Linked DNA regions of Mus musculus: region 1 is linked to region 2. The links are chromatin contacts, called in public promoter capture Hi-C maps. All regions are on one chromosome and are shown on one strand. Each heading gives the region's core, a stretch centred on a gene start, on an enhancer-like site or on the middle of the called end of the contact. The rest is flanking DNA. Distances are from core to core; before and after follow the strand shown.

Evidence for each region. Capture Hi-C pulls out chosen DNA fragments and counts their contacts.
Region 1: a contact with region 2 is called in a promoter capture Hi-C map of adipose tissue. The contact joins the promoter of P2ry10b here to the promoter of P2ry10 in region 2. A contact is called at or near these places in 12 of 39 promoter capture datasets (the 3T3-L1 cell line, 3T3-L1-derived adipocytes, the C10 cell line and 6 more), 1 of 15 datasets of contacts at CTCF or cohesin (pro-B cells), 44 of 484 Hi-C or Micro-C datasets (the 63-12 cell line, B cells, the C10 cell line and 23 more), 13 of 115 datasets of contacts at active chromatin or transcription factors (the 230-238 cell line, CD8 T cells, the HPC-7 cell line and 7 more) and 3 of 9 other capture datasets (adipose tissue, liver and macrophages).

The regions. Positions count from the first base shown.
Region 1 is chrX:107,146,571-107,150,854 of GRCm38.p6, forward strand. P2ry10b (purinergic receptor P2Y, G-protein coupled 10B) reads left to right here and starts at 2,357. Exons shown (of 2, transcript NM_001122596.1): 1 at 2,357-2,577.
Region 2 is chrX:107,087,725-107,091,523 of GRCm38.p6, forward strand. It overlaps P2ry10 (purinergic receptor P2Y, G-protein coupled 10), which reads left to right and starts at 1,609. Exons shown (of 3, transcript NM_172435.4): 1 at 1,609-1,703; 2 at 1,834-2,008.

The sequences.
Region 1 (4,284 bases), core at 1,107-3,606, 60 kb after region 2:
CTGGGACATGGAAGAATTTGTAATTTTTGACACTTGAATGTCTTAGATATAGTTTTTCCTTTTTAATTTTTTATTGGACATCTTCTTTATTTCCATTTCAAATGTTATCCCCTTTCATGGTCCCCCTCCAGAAAACCCTTAACCCTTTCCCTCCCCCTGCTTCTATCCAACCTCCATTGGTGATCTCTTGCTCCAATGGTTGCCTGAGAGCATCCACCTCTGTATTTGTCAGGCTCTTAGCCAACCATTGTATTTGGCAGAACCTCTCAGGAGACAGCTATATCAGGCTCCTGTCAGCAAGCACTTCTTGGCATCCACAATAATGTCTGGGTTTGGTGACTGTATATGGGATGGAATCCCAGATGGGACAGTCTCTGGATGGTCATTCCTTCAGTCTCTGCTCCACACTTTGTGTCTGTAACTCTTCCCATGGGCATTTTGTTCCCCTTTCTAAGGAGGACTGAAGCACCTAAACTTTGGTCTTCCTTCTTCTTGAGCTTCATGTGGTCTGTGAATTGTATCTTGGGTATTCTGAGCTTTGGGGCTAATATCAACTTATCAGTGAAACCATACCATGTGTGTTCTTTTGTGACTGGGTTACTTCCCTCAGGATGGCATTTTCAAGTTCCATCCATTTGCCTGAAAATTTCATGAACTCATTGTTTTTAATAGTTGAGTAGTACTCCATTGTGTAAATGTACCACATTTTTTTTGTATCCATTCCTCTGTTGAGGGACATGTTGGTCCTTTCTAGTTCTGGAAATTATAAATAAGGCTGCTATGAATGTAGTGGAGCACGTGTCCTTATTACATATTGGAGCATCTTCTGGGTATATGCCTAGGAGTGGTATAGCTGGGTCTTCAGGTAGTACTATGTCCAATTTTCTGAGGAACTGCCAGAGTGATTTCCAGAGTGGTTATACCAGCTTGCAATCCCACCAACAATGGAGGAGTGTTCCTCTTTCTCCACATCCTCGCCAGCATCTGCTGTCATCTGAGTTTTAATCTTAGCTATTCTAACTGGTATGAGGTAGAATCTCTAATGAGTCCCTCCAATTGGAGTTTGAAAGAAAAAAAAAAAAACCTGTTAAGAGATGTAGCCAGCAGTCGCCTGGTTCATCAGGTTTCAAGGGGGGCAGGGAACAAGGACTCTTATCTCTCAAGTACTGGTAATTTGAGTGGTAATTTGGTCAGAAATCTAGCCTCATGCTACCTATCTTCTGAGTCCCTGAGTGCATTTGAATGAAAGGATAATAGTCTAATTTGCTTATTACGGTGAAAAGGTGCAGAGGAAGGCACACATCCATTGCTGATTTTGGATATAATATAACCAGTCACTTCTAACTTATGCCCCTTTGGTTCCCTTGCCTTAGAGCATTGCACATTAAACTATGAGTGAGGACAAAACAAAACCGATCAAAAACTTTCTCCCATAAGTTGCTTTTGTGGGTATTTTATCACAGCAATAGGAAAGAATCTAAGATATCCAGGTACTAATTCTGGCTTTGCTTGCTTTACTTTTTAGGGTAATTACTTCTTTTTTCCTTTTGAGGCTTCATGCCTCATAGCAACATCATCCTCATTTGCTTTTCCTGATATAATATAAGAAAATAGAAACTGCTATATGAAAAGGGAAAGGTACAGAATAAAATACATTTCCAGGGATCCTCATAGTGTCTTAGTTACTGAAACTTTAAAAGAGTAAAACAAAGGTCACTAAGGAGGAACTTTCAGTTCCAAAGCTTTGCTTTTGTTTTACTTCATGTTTTTAAATGAAAGTCTGCAAGTGACTACTACCTAACCATTTTAGTGGGGCTATAAGATTACAAAATCCTAAAAGGTTGTATTTGAGATCCTTACCAATCCATTCTGAGAAACTGTAATGCTTTTCAGGCATTTCACTTCTTCTCCAGATATGCTTAAAGCTACCCTAATAATATCTTTACAATATAATTTTAAGAACTTAATGTGTTACTATTGTTTAAGTATATGAAGACACAATTCTTAACCTCAAAGAAGACCACAAATCACACATTAGGTCATCTCTTTTATGTGACCTTACTAATCACCACCTTTTTGGTGATTTCAAATTCTTCCATTTGGGTGACCAATAAGATTTGTCCTAACTCCCAAAGAAGTTTTTATTATTACCATTGCTTAATTCCTAAAACAGACAATATGGCAAAATGTAGCTAATTTGGAAATATTGACCTCATATAGCCAGCCTGAAAATCATATGTGACTCAGACATATGCCTGCATGCTCATAGAAAGGGGGGGAAAAAAGGAAGAAGAAAGATGATGATAGAATAAGTTGGGCGTGTGCATAGCAGGAAGCTCAGTGCATTCTTGACACATTCTCTTTCGAAGTACCATAGCAAAGGCACATGACCGTTTATGTCTTTAGATGGAAACATTAGCCATTGTAGTCATGGGATGTAATGATATCTAGAAGCACAGTATCTTTTATAAGTTTAGGAAACTGTGGTGTAGTTAGCTAGATAGTAGCCTTCTGAGTCCTGGGAATGGATTTCTCTAAGAAGTAGATGCCGGAAGATTGCAGCAGAAAGAAGCCATGGTAAGGAATTAAATATGATGGGAAAAAATGGGGAATCAATATAAAATTGATACTTACTGCTTTCTGTAAAAACGCAATTAGGATTTTATAAACATAAGAATTGATTTTTCAATGGTAAATAAAATTCTAACAGTTAAACTGGCTTTTTGCATAGCCCACAATTTAAATGTTCAGAATAGACTGAGACAACGACTGTAATACGTGGCAAATTAAAGTCAGATACTCTGTTCCTGATTGAAGAAGTGTACAAATCATGGAAACTCTGAATTTATCAAAGCCAAAATTTGAATTTACTTTGCCCACAATATCCTCTGAGGCAAAGGCTTTCCCAAACAACTGAGTGATGCTGACAGACAGTTCTACCTCCCATTAGAGGTAAACGATTTTGTTTTTTTTTCCTGTTTTGCTGAATAAACTACGTTACTTCCTCTTCTAGCTGTAAAAGCCTGCAGTTCACTACAGGATATCTGGGTAGAAAGGGTAAGGTTCTTGGCTTTCTCTTCATACATTCAAAAATAGAACTAAAAAGCCTCTGTGAATTGAAAACGACAGTGTGATTTTCTGCTGCTTCCACTGAAAACTTAATTCTGAGTCTGCTAATATCTTACCTTTGGGGGGATATATTGTTATGAAGAATGGAGACTTCAGTGAGGTAATATCTATTTATAAGTTTAAGTGGTTAAAATGTTCGCTGAAACTGCTGCATGCTTTCTGAGAGGAAATGTGGCTGTCTAGATAGAAAGCTCCTTTCTCTACAATTTAGCATGCCACTGACAAAAACCAGGGGTTCAGACTTGTAGTAAACATTGCTTCTAACAATTCTGTGTTAAAATTGAGATTGTGGTTCATTAAATGCATTTTTGTTAGTGTGAGCCAACGGGAGAAAATAAACTTACAATTTTAAACCCATGGTTTGTGTCAACCAAATTAAAGCAGCATTCAAGTAGTAAATGCATCTAAGTGCCTTAATCTTTTCATAAGATGAGACTTGACATGTTTTCTCAGATTGGGACATTTTCCATGCATGCATTTTCCGGTGGGATGTGATGGCTTCAAATAGCACAAAAGGATTTTCATCAAGCCCTAGAACTTAGCACAGCTGTCGAGTCTCAATGGGGCTGATTCTCAGCTTACGATGAACATTTCTTTGGATGTATTTTTAATTTGAGAACATGGGAAGCATTTTCAGAAGGCGTTCCAAACATTTTGCTGTCTTTTTTAGAAGGAATTCCTTCTGTGGTTTTAAAAAAACGTGTTCTTTTTAAAGTCTGCTAATTTCACATGTGGAATTTGATCCTTCTATATGTAAAATTATCCACGTGTGTAAAATTACATGATTTTATGTGAGATTGTAAGCCTTAGTAAAATATGTTTAATGTATTTATTAGGAAAATATAAATAAAACCTATTTACATCAACATTTTCCTTCTCCTGAGATGAGGAAATCAGTGTATTTTGTACATATTTAATTTTCCCCAGAGTGAAGTGTTGAAGATAGTAAATAGCACCTTTAAAAAATTGTCCAAATGGAGTTTTTTTCTGTAAAAATTTAGGATAAATGCTTTATTGTACTACTGTTTTTTTCCAGTAACAAAATGAAACTAACAGCTGTAGACTACATGAGCGTGACTCACAGAATGGCACTATGTGTATATTATGGTTGCCAAGCGGCACCATACTGTCTGCTATTGAGAAAGCTTTGCCTAA
Region 2 (3,799 bases), core at 359-2,858:
AATGAATGTGGTATGTGGTGACACTGGTCACTTGTCAGGAAAGGATTTCTTTCTCCTTCTATCCCAGGCTTTGGCCTCAAAGTTCAGCAGATCTTGAAGTACATATGTATTTTTCAGAGAAGGATAATACCTTAGAAAACTGGCTCACAATGCTCATACTCGCAAGGGACAGATTTGCAACAGGACGCCAATTTAATAATTTATAGTACAGAAAAGAACTGCCAAATGGACTGAGATGTGTGTTGGCCTGTCAGCTTAGTCTCTTTTCAGTAAGGATGCCAAATCAAAAAACGAAATTAACAACAGATTGGAGCTGGATAAATCTATGCAATCCGAATTAAGAAGAGGACTGCAAGGTCAAGCTTGTTTCATTACATAGTTCAGCCAGGAAGAATACCCTATTTTGTTGCCAATCCTCACAAGTCATGGTCCTATCATCAATCAGCCCAGACTCTTAGTTTCTAATGCTAAAATCATTTCTTTTCCATCCCTCAACGCCCCTGTGACTTTTTATTGGACATCCCTGAGTGCTGGGCCTAGCTCCACCTAGATCTCTAACGGTTCTGCTTTTCTAAGATGCATTCGTTGCAAAATGAGCTGTTGCAGTTCCAGGTTGCCCTCCTACAAAAACGTGGTCTACTATTTCCTTCTTTCACCAGTCTTATCTGTGAATCAAAATGCTACTCTTTGACCTAACCCACAAGTATTTATGTTTTTCTTCCTTACTATGGTTATTACCCAGAAAGTTTGTTGCAGCTGCAGGCTGCAAAGTCTAAGTGTGGTTCTTTCACATGCCTGTAGAGGTTTGTACTACTTTGTAAGTAAGCCTTGTTTCTGAGATTTTTTTCTGAAACTTAGCTGAAAGTGTTGTTTCTATGTGTGTAGTATTTACTTGCGTATTTCTGACAATTCCATAGACATTGTGAAGAATCATTGTGAAGACTCCTATTACACTAGAGGCAGATCTGTGATCAATCACACTTTTCTTTTACTTACATGTACATTCCTTGAGAATTCATTTATTCACCCACTTGCACACTTTTCACTTAAACATTTGTGAAAATACTTTATGTACAGTACAAAAATAATCTAGACATAGCCTTTGCTCTCAGTATGATGTAGTTTTCAGTATAGCAAAGGCACAATAAATAAACAAAACAAGTTAAGTACACATTAAAATGTGAATCTAGAAATGGACTGATAGAGATGAGGATGATCTAGATTGAGTGGAAAGTTTAAACTGAGAGAGTCCCATTGTTAGTTTTGATATGTATTTTGAAGTTTGCCTCCCAAAATTCAAAGAGCAGCAGCTTCCCAGGTCTTAGGTAAATTTTCTTTATATTTGGCTTAGAAGTCTTATCTTGGCCCCAAACCTACTGGATTTAGTAAGAAAAACATTCGAGTTGTGGTAGAAGGAAATAAGGTAGGTAACAGTTAAGAAGACAAGGACGTATTAGCTGTTTGTACAGCACAAACGAAATAAAGAAGAAATCACACTTGATTAACGTCATCTGCTCAAGGGACTTACCTACGTTCTGTGCAAGCAAGGTTTCTGTGGTGAGACATTAATGTGCTCTACTTCCTCTTTCAACATTATTTTTCTTTCAGTTATCAGCAGGATATGTGCTTGCTGCCCAGAGTTGTACCTTTTTACTCTCATCTCTTTGCAAATATACAAGACTCTATCCCAGCTCAGCATCAGGGTAAGTTCTAGCCCAGCACCTGTAACTTTGTGGTTCTGTTTGGGAGGATTGGTGGAGAAAGAAAGATCTGGACTGGGGCAGATGTGAAGGCCGTGTTTTGAATAAAATGGTCTTTGGTTTCCCATCTCAGGATTGTTACAGAGGGAAGAAATGTGATTGTCTTTCAGTCTAGCCAGAGTTCAAAGTGAAGTATAATGTGATCAGCTTCCACTGTTACAATAGCAGTATGAAGGATGTGATGCAACTCACTGCTTGCTAAAGGGGCTTTCTATACAGTTGACAAGGAGTAGTGGATGCCACAAAAGGTAAGTACAGTGTTGCATTTAGTCTCATTTGGAACAATTTGACATACTTAGTCAATAAAAGAGGATTTGAACTTGTGCTGTGTGTAATTTATCTAGTTACATACAAAAAATAATCTAGGTTTGAGCTCTTAATGGTAATCTTAGCTTACAGAGATACTGGGACAAATAGTATTTTTTTTTTTCTCTAGCATGAAGGAAGACAGTCTGATGATTTATTTTGGAGCTAAAAGGTCTATACAGATAAAAATTCCTTATGATACAGTCAAATTATCTGAGACAGTGAGATGAAGCCACTTAAGAACATTCAGGTAATTAGTGGCAGAATTACAGCTATGAACTGTGTCTTAAAACACATGTTCATTTTTCCTTACAGAAGACTGTGTCTTTCAGTAGTATAAAACTACCTATGACCCGTTTGATTGTCAAAGTTTGTTCAGAGGTATTCCTTGATTCATTGTTGTTCTAACTTCAATGCTTAGAGATAGCAGAGTTCAAATGTGAGACACTTATCTTTTCAGTGAATGCACTTTAGAGTGGAGCTAGCAGTAGTGAGTCAAAAACCAGCTTCTCTAGGGATTTCTTCATGGCAGACTGTGTGCTTGGATAATCCCAGAATTAGTCTACATACAATGATGCCGACTTTGCTCAGCTTCTCAAGAGAAGAGAGTCTCGATTTTTAGAATTCTTCAAGTGGGGATATTTTTGTTTTGCTTGTTTAAATAAATGCAGGGAGTCATTGTTATAGTTACTAATTAGAGAATTTATGCAAAACTAAAATACAGGGTACATGGGTAGGCGTTATGCAAATATACTTAGGGTTTCTAATTGTCTAAACTATACGGATTATCTAGGCCATAAATTTAGGACAGTTGCTTTTTATAATGTTTTTTGCTGAATCCAATTGCTTCTTTGGTCAAACACAGTTCTTTTTAGGGCCTAATTGAAAAAGTTGTTCGGTTTGAACTGTATGGACTATTAAATCCAAGTAGTGAAAGAACAAAGAACTCCAAGTGAATAAGCACAGTTTTGGGGGAAGTTTTGGGGTGGTACTTGGTGGCTGTGTTTGAGATAAATAACTTGGGGTTCTATGATGCTCTTGCCATGGTTCTAACAAAGAACACAGATATGTTTGCTGTGAAACTACAGTATGGACAATTTTCCACAATCAGGGCAATGGTTGGGTGGGGAGTTCTACAGTGTACTTTAATTAAATTATCCCAAAATTTTACTTGAAGTTCATATCAGGATTTGAAAGACATTAGTTCTTTCAAGAAACAAACAAACAAAAAATTAATGAAAGCTTGCTGTTGTAAAGAACCAATCCTGGACTTAGAACAATCTACTCATTGCATTGGTACTTTGTAACTATAGTGTATGTTGTCACCAAGAAGAATGTGGACATATATACTTTTAGCACTTTTATTAGAACAATGATTTTGCTTTTTTTTTAAAAACACATCTCTGGTTCTTTTTCTTTTTCATTTTTTCTAAGACAACTACCCCTACTATCAAGGAAAATAGAAGTAATTTTTATATACATGTTTGCTAAGTTGTGCTGGTTTCTTAATGACAAGAGCTTTAAAAGAGAAGGAGAGTTGAGAGGATGAGGAGGAGAGGATGAGGAGCCATCGAGCTTGTACTTAGGGAATGAATAGAGCTTCATTCCAGAACTGACTTTCCATCCTGAGCCCATTGCTTAATCGTTTTGGGAAATGGGATTACTTATTTTGAGTGCTAGTATCCTCAAGTTTCAATTAAATAATTCACTAATAATATCATTTGTAATTATCA